2 separate regions of the Capra hircus genome follow, and region 1 is linked to region 2. Evidence: chromatin contacts called from public Hi-C data. All regions are on one chromosome and are shown on one strand. Each heading gives the region's core, a stretch centred on a gene start, on an enhancer-like site or on the middle of the called end of the contact. The rest is flanking DNA. Distances are from core to core; before and after follow the strand shown.

Evidence for each region. A called contact is a pair of places that touch in the nucleus more often than the background predicts.
Region 1: a Hi-C map of blood shows a contact between it and region 2, with 6 times the contacts expected there. The contact joins the promoter of STAG1 here to the enhancer-like site in region 2. A contact is called at or near these places in 2 of 5 Hi-C or Micro-C datasets (both in blood).

What each region holds. Positions count from the first base shown.
Region 1 is chr1:132,012,250-132,016,554 of ARS1.2, forward strand. It overlaps STAG1 (cohesin subunit SA-1), which reads left to right and starts at 2,986. Exons shown (of 34, transcript XM_018050852.1): 1 at 2,986-3,194.
Region 2 is chr1:131,761,455-131,765,599 of ARS1.2, forward strand. No RefSeq gene overlaps it. Among named protein-coding and RNA genes, the nearest start is that of IL20RB, 41 kb to the right of the region's middle. Within about 2 kb of position 2,252, at least 1 of the 5 cell types and tissues checked has an H3K27ac peak or open chromatin away from gene starts, as enhancers often do.

The sequences.
Region 1 (4,305 bases), core at 1,736-4,235, 250 kb after region 2:
GATACTTACTCCCTACCGCAAATAATACTTAAGAATCCTTAGTTCTATCCATATTAGTTCCAGGTATTCTTTTTGACATTTTTGTTCTTACCTCTAACTTGAGGCTGTTAATGAAAATTGTGGTGTTTGAAAACTGTTGCTGAGATCTTTGGACTCTTGGTTAAGAATTTCATGAAAGCAGAGGCTCCTGGGAAACATCTGGCTCTGCAACAAAGTCAACTTGTTGTAGGACCTATAGACTTCTCTGGTGGCTCAGACGGTAAACGTCTGCCTACAATGTGGGAGACTTGGATTCGATCCCTGGGTTGGGAAGATCCTCTGGAGAAGGAAATGGCAACCCACTCCAGTACTCTTGCCTGGAAAATCCCATGGACAGAGGAGGCTACAGTTCATGGGGTTGCAAAGAGTCAGACACGACTAAGTGACTGAACTTAAACTTTCTACTTTATCTTGGGCTTCCCTGATAGCTCAGTTGGTGAAGAATCCGTCTGCAATGAAGGAGACCCCAGTCTGACTCCTGGGTTGGGAAGATCTGGTGGAGAAGGGATAGGCTACCCACTCCACTATTCTTGCGGTTCCCTTGTGGCTCAGCTGGCAAACAATCCGCTTGCAATGCGGGAGACCTGGGCGCCATCTTTGGGTTGGGAAGATCCCCTGGAAAAGGGAAAGGTTACCCACTCCAGTCTTCTGGCCTGGAGAATTCCATGGACTGTGGACTACAGTCCATAGGGTCAGATGACTGAACCACTTTTACTTTATCTTATCAAATAGATAAAAGTTGAATGTATCTGATATTACAAAGCTACTAAGAGGAATCAGAAACTTGAGTAAGAAAGATGCATTATTTTAAATGTTGAATTTTGCACTGGAGCTTCCTGGCAAGAAAGCTGAATATGAGGAATGCTAAGGGAAAATCAGGAACAGATAGTAATTTAAGGAGACTTTTGAAGGGCAATAATGTAGTAGAGAACACCACAGAGAGCTAAGAGCTGACCTATGGGTTGGAACAAAGAGGAGGCACTAGCAAAGGAATACAAAGACCAGAAAACCAGTTAGGTTGTAGATCCCAGGAATTGACTTAAAAAGTTGGGGGGGGGGTGGCACAGGGTTTCAAGAAGGAGATAAGGATTGGGTGTGCCAAGAAAAATAGGATGAGAAAACGGTTGAAAGTTAGAACTTGTGGACTTTAAAGTGTAAATTCAGTTTGCCATTATGGGTTAGATTGATAAAAGGTAAGGAATAAGATGGAAGCAGGAGACTACTTCTTTTAAGAAATGTGACAGTGAAAAGAAGGTTGATATTACAGTAACTGGAGGTAGTAGTACACATTTTTAAAAAGCCCTTGGAAACTGTTGAAAAACAGAAAGAAGTCAATGGCTACGATACTGAAGATATAAGATCCTAGGAAAGTAGTGGTGGGAGGAAAAGGAATGGACGACATAGGTAGTCCTGGAAGAAGCACTGATGTTGGGGAGAAGGGGAGAGGGAGAATGAGTTAATTTGGTGAGAATTTGAAAGGTCATGAACACGGCGTGTCAACAAATATTTTAAGATGGAGAGAATATCAAACTGGAATTCCATGGCTCTGATCCCTGTTGACCAGATGATTTTATCTATTAGTATGGATCGGGACTGGCACCTTAACAAGGAAAATGAGAAACAGTTTGTAGAGAATACGATAGGAATTCATCCAAAGATGAGTTTATATATATATCAAGTGGGAGTGTGGTCACGACTTCATAGCCATCCAGGTAGAACTGGGGCTTCCTCCAGTGAAAAACCACACAGTGTGACCTTTGAGAGAGAAATCAGAAATAGGGATAATTTACTGGAGACTGACCCTTAAGACTATAAAGGAGTCGAGCGATTCTAAGGCAATACAGAAATAGAGCTGGCTGGCTACAGTAACAAGAGAATTTAGTCATAATGGGGCTGATGACCTGGGAGATTAAGGATTCACTTTTGTATTGAAAGTTTTGAGTGGGTGAAAGGTAGAAGCCACGATCAGGCAGAGGCGGGGGGTGGGGGGGAAGAGTAGGGAAAAGGCAACATTCAAAAGCATATTTTGGTCATGATCTCACGCTAGTCAATTGTTTCCCTTTTGGCAGCTAAACGGCTACGATTCTCCCGTCCATTTCAGAGCTACTGAGAAGAGTCCTAGGCTGTGGAAGGAGAAATCTGATTCCAAAGCGGAGGCTTTATTTTCTCAATCTACTTACATTCTTTTCTCACTAACTAGCCAATGCTGCCGCCTTATGCAAAGCCGGCACCACGGAAAGGATCTGCTTTAGAGGTAGTGACGACGCCAATCGGCCTGGGGCGCACAGTGTTGCGTCTAGATGCACGGCGAGGGAGGTCCCAAACAGCTCTCAAAACCTTTTCACCCTCGCCCGGGAAAGCACCTCGTCAACAGTAGACAATAAATCGCTCGTACAATGCCAAGCTCTGAGGCCCTGGTTGACACCAGAAGAGGCGGGAGCGTGGTTTAGCGCTGCCACCCCTCCGCTTTTCTGCTGGGCGCTTTTCTGCAGAGGCGGGGGATGGGGTCAGCAAGGCCGGGCGGGGCTGCGGGGGTGCGCTAGTCCCGCGACCTGGGGAGGGGCCGCGGTGAAGGGGCCAGGGGCGGGTTTCCCTCCCAGGTCTCGGAAAAGCTCCAAAAATGGCGGGCGGCAACTCAGCTAGCGGGGCGCGCAGGCGCCACCGCCGCCATCCTTCCGCCTGCCTTGGGCGGCCCACGAACCATCCACAGCCCCCTCACGGAGAGGTATGCGCCGCTTGCGATTGGCTGAGCTGGGCCAGCGCTCCGGGCCGCCACGCAGCGGCCACGTTTCCCGCCCCGCTGGTGCGCGTGCGCGCAATCCCCACAGGAAAGCGTTCGCGCGCGTCCCCGCCGCGGCCCCCAGCTCGCGCCTCAGCTCCCTCCCCTTTCCGGGTAGGCCCGTCCCGTCAGCGAAGCAGTAAGCACCGCGGCCAGCAGAGGGCGGTCCGGACCCAAGTCTGCAGCGGCGCCATTGGCGTGTGGAAAATGCCACCAGATGGCGGGTTAGGATTGCAGCTCCGTTGAAGGCGCGGCCCCCGCTCCCGAACCCCCGGCGACCACCCCGTAACAACCCCCCCACATCGGGAATAACACACCGGAGACTTTTGGGGGGAAACTAGGTCGACGGCTGGCGGTGCCCGGATGGGCAGCTGAGGTGAGCGCGGGCGGCGGCGACGGCGGCGGGGGGCGGGAAAGAGGGGGAATGCGGCGGCAGCGGCGCGGGGGCTGGAAGCGCCGATCCAAGATGGAGGCCGGGCGAGAGCGAGAGAGCGCGAGCGGAGAGCGGGCGGGCCGGGCGCGGGCCCCGCGCGGGGGAGGGAGGCCGCGCAGGCCTGTGCGGGGCGCGGCGGTCGCCGGCCGTCCGGGCGCCAGCGGGGACGGCTGTGGGCGCGGCGGGCACCCCGGAACCCTAGTCGCTCCGCACCCCTCCCGCGGGCCCCGAAAATTGTGCCCCCGCCCGCTCGGGCACTACGGCGACGGGCGCGGAAGCCTTTGTGGCGCGCTCGGGCCCGCCGCCAAGCCCGCCCTCCGCCCCCCCGCTCGGACTCTCGGGACTCGCCCGCGCCCGGCGGGGCCGGGCCGAGGCGGGCTGGTGCGAATGCCATCCGCCGCCCTGCGTTTCTGCGGTGTTTTAGCGGCGGCGGCGTCGTCACATGACAACGAGCTCGCCTCGGCTGAGGGGCCTGGGGGTCGCTCGGCGAGGCGACCGGCCCAGGCCTCTTCTCAATGGGGAGGAGCGGGGGGCTGGCGCCTGGGGCAGAGGGGATGTCAAAGCCGGGCTTTCCCGCTATCTGCCCTCCCCGCCCCCGACGGAGGCCTCCTTGAGAAACGTGTGCAGGCCGGAGCACTGCCCCGCTAGTTTTCCAGCCCCCCGGGAGACGAGGCCAATAAAAGTTGTTTTCCCTCCTTTCTCGGGGTGGGGGCGGGGTGAAGAGCTGGGAAACGGGAGTGCTTGGAGTGGAACCTGGGCCTCGATCGGAGAGTCCAAACTGGGTGCTTCTTGGGTGCTGTGGGGACTGAGAAATTTTCAGGTTTTAGGATTGTCACGTCACCTCTTCTACCTACATTTGAAATGTTACCGATTCTCTTCATATTGCAGAGAATCGTGCCCCGGGAGTGTAAAGCAGGGGATGGTTTTGGGCACTTACAGTTTCAAAACAATGCTGTTTGTATGCGACGATAGCGAATTACTTGCTGTTAGTCGATGTTAAGATGATGTGTATAGTTTATTCTCGTGATTGTGACTAGAGAGGAGTTTTTTCTTT
Region 2 (4,145 bases), core at 1,002-3,501:
AAGCAGAAATCTTATCCTCTCCTGTCCTGTCCCACCGAGAAGAGTGGTCACTTCCTCATGGGAGCTGACACAGGGCAGGCCGGAGCAGGGTCCTGGAGAGCCACAGTTCCAGAGGCCTCCCCAAGCCCTCCTCCTCATGTAAGAAACTTGGGTGGGTGGGGAGGGGGCATTCAGATAAAATCTCAGGTGCAAACGCTGATAACAGGAGGTCAGCCTGCTCCTCCTTCAGACTCAATGAGCTCTCGGCCTCCAGCGTGTTGCTCACTGGGCTTCTGCTCCCTCCAGGGGCAGCACCTTCAGCCCAGCTTGGCCTTGGATGATCCCCCCAAGTCTTGAAGCTCTAACAACCAAGCAGGGTAAGAGTGGAAAGGAGAGGGGTGTGAGTGCTGCCCACTGGGGTAGGTGGGAAGTGCAGACCCAAGCCCTGCCCCACCTCCAACACCGCACCCATCTCTAGGGCCTGGGCTTTTGGCTTTTAGGCAACACATTTAGAACCACACCTCAGACCCAAACTTCTTATCAGTTCTTCAACCTGAAGGTCGTCTTTGCCAACCCCAAGTTAAAATTCTCCTTCAGAGTTTAAAACTTTGTTAGAAAAGGAAGTAGAGAGAAAAAGGAAGGAAAGAGGGAGGGGAAGGAAAGAGGGAGGGGAAGGAAAGGCGAGAAAGAGGGGAAGTAGGTATAAAGGAAGGAAAGGCAGGAGGGAAAAAGAGAGGAAAAGAGGAGGGATAAAGGAGGCAAATCCCTTTCTCAGACAAAGAGATTATGTCATAAATTAAAACTGAGCTGCTTACAGGTACCCATATTAAAATTTTAGCATCTACTTGCTGCCATCTGCTAAATTAAAACTCCTCACTTGAAATACATAATTCTTCCACCCCACTGGCCCTCCATAACCTAGGTTTAAGTGTGTTAGTTGCTCAGCCAGGGCTGACTCTTTGCAACCTCATGGACTATAGCCCACAGACTCCTCTGTCTATGGAATTCTCCAGGTAAGAATACGGAATAGGTAGCCATTCCCTTCTCCAGGGATCTTCCCAACCCAGAGAGTGTACCCAGGTCTCCCACATTGCTGGCAGATTCTTTACCACCTGAGCTACCAGAGAAGCCCCACCTAGGCTTAACCTGAGGGCTATTTCATTTTGGCCTGTTTCTAAGTGCAAGATTCCAAAGTCTTCAGTGAAACAGGGCATCACCTGGGAAAGCCCTTCAGTGTGGGTAATGTAGGTGGGATGGCATCAAGGGTCCCCCGCTCTGGGGTGTGATCTCCTAAGGCTAGAAACCGGTAATAACATCAGTAGACAGTTCGGCAGAAGACTTACTGTCATGTCCAGGAAATTTGGAGATATGTGGCCACCTTGTAGATGGGTGATTTGAAAGCACAGGAGCAAATGTAGAGGTTACTTCGGTTTACACAGGCACTAATTTTTTTCAACAGTCAGGTTTTTTAAGGTTGTTTGTTAAAATTTCCCCAGTGGGCTCCATTGGAGGGACTGGGGACACGAACCTCCTCCCATAGGAGAGTTTTCCTTTGGCTTTGGGGGCTTTTTGCAGGTGCCTGACAAGACGTCTCAGGTTTTCCTCCAGGGCCCTTCAGGGGGTTTTACTGCTGCTCCTGCGCTGCTGGCCCCTCACTGAAGGAGGCAGAAGGGGCTCTGTCTTCCCTCCTGTTCCCACCTGTGTGTGCTCCCACCTCCAGGGAAGATAGATTTTTCTGGGCTTTTTTGTTTGATCCTTGAGGACCTGACAGCCAGCAAGAGAAAACTGTAATTTGGGTTCACCTCTTGTGTGCCAGTTCCAGATGTCACAGTCTGGGTGCCAAAATGGTTTAACATGACTCCCCTGTCATGGACACAAACCCCACCACCACCACCCAAAAAAGTCAGTTAAACCCTGAGATAGGTTATAGAACACAGGAGAAAATATCAAAAACTGTTTTTTAAAGAGGTAGGGAAGGGCAGCACAGAGGAAAGACTGGTAGCCAGAGGCCTGAGGCAGAGGCCAAGGTCCAGCCAGGAGGGAGGGCCACAGGAGCACTGAGCAGAGCGCTTCTGAGCACGAGTGAGGATATGGTGTCTGCTAAATTCTAAATCCACTGATGATGGTGGAGGCTTGCCAGGGACCAAGCCCATGGAAGTTCTGCAGTTTTCATTCTAGGAAATTTGCCTGAGTTTTCCTTTTCTCTCTCCAGAAAGCCCAGGGCACTTTCAGGCGAATGGGAACAAAAGAAGGAATTTCCAGCACTCAACACAAGGTGGCGCCAGACACCGTGGACGTGATGCGCTCCCCACTTCAGGTGGGCTCAGAAGCTGGTCCCTAAAGGGACCCAGTCAGGCCAGATTCCAAGGAAACTGAGAACGCTGAGCACCCACAGGAAGTTAGCCAAAGGAAAAAACAGGGCGCACAGAAAAATAAGAAAAATTATCTAAGAGATGGGGAAGGGTAGCACAGAAGCTAGACAGTCTGTAAAAGGAACTTAAAAAAGAGCTTTGCCAGGGAATCCCTGGAAAGACAGGAGATGGGCAAGTGCAGAGACAGGAAGGGGAGGCTGTTGCAGGCATTCAGCAGGTCATGGCCTGGGCCAGGGAAGGGTGGGGGAGAAGAACGCCTTCTGACTGGTGTAGCTACATTTACCAGTTTACATTTACAGGTATGCTTCTTAGACACAGTGAGTCAACAAGCCCCATAGGATTCAATAACAAGACTCAGTAGAAATACATTTTATTCATCTTCTTTGAGAATTCATTGTATTAACATTTGCTCTTTTCGTGTACAGTTATGGACCCATGACTGCAAATGTGGTCTGCCCATTGATATCAGCCAGTATTCGCCTTTTGATGTTCACATTGTCCCAACTTTGGCTGAGGCAAACTTACCTCTCTTAGACTGATTCCTTGCATAATTTTGAATGACCCACCTATTTAAAGCTTTTTGCTTCTGGCGCAACAAGGTATAAATGTCCTGGCATTATTATCTTGCTCATTTCCACCCCAGACCAGGTATGGAATCAGACATTGCTCCAAGAAACCCTGGCTCCTTTTGAGAGAAAAATAGCAAAAAAAAAAAAAAAAGGCAAAATATAGGGTACTATAGGGTACATTGCAACTAGGCCACTTCGGTGGCAAAAAGCCCAAAAGGAAATCTACTTCTAATGTAATGTTTTATAAAGGCATGAGTTCATATGGATAGACTCAATTCAGTTCCAGTAGTACACTGCTGCTGCTGCTGCTGCTAAGTCACTTCAGTCGTGTCCGACTCTGTGCGACCCCAGAGACGGCAGCCCACCAGGCTCTCCCGTCCCTGGGATTCTCCAGGCAAGAACACTGGAGTGGGTTGCCATTTCCTTCTCCAATACATAAAAGTGACAAGTGAAAATAAAGTCACTCAGTCGTGTCCAACCCTCAGCGACCCCATGGACTGCAGCCCACCAGGCTCCTCCGTCCATGGGATTTTCCAGGCAAGAGTAGTGGAGTGGGGTGCCATTGCCTTCTCCACCAGTAGTACACTGCTCCTACTGAAATTATTGAGTGTACCATTGACCTTCCCTTTCACTAATCCTGAAATCTAGTTTCCTGTCCAAATAACATAATTATTTACTTGCTGTGACAACTTAAGAGAATAGTTTAAAAAAAAATACACTGTCAGTACAAACAGTAGAAATACTGAGTGAAGTTTCTGTTTGAGGCTGCACACTCCTAAGGACTTGTTGCCAAACCATTTACTCTAAAGTCACACTTAATCTGAGCTTCCCCAGTGGCTCAGCAGTAAAGATTCCACCCACAATGTGGGAACTGTGGGTTCTAATTCCTGGGTCAGAAAGATCCCCTGGAGGAGGACATGGCAACACACTCCAGTATTCTTGCCTGGAGAATCCCATGGACAGAGCAGCCTGGAGAGCTACAGTCCATAGGGTTGTGTTGAATGCTACAGTCCATAGGGCCCTGCACTTCAGGACACGGCTGACATGAGTTAGCACACACACGCGCTTAGTCCCCCACACTGTGGAAGGACTTAACTAGCATTGTGGTTCTTCTGTTTCCATTTATTTTCATTTAGAGGAAGCTGCAATCTGCCCTCAGTCCACCCCTCCATTTTCTGCTCCATCTTGTCATCTTCCCATAGGACTTACACACTCCCAATATTCT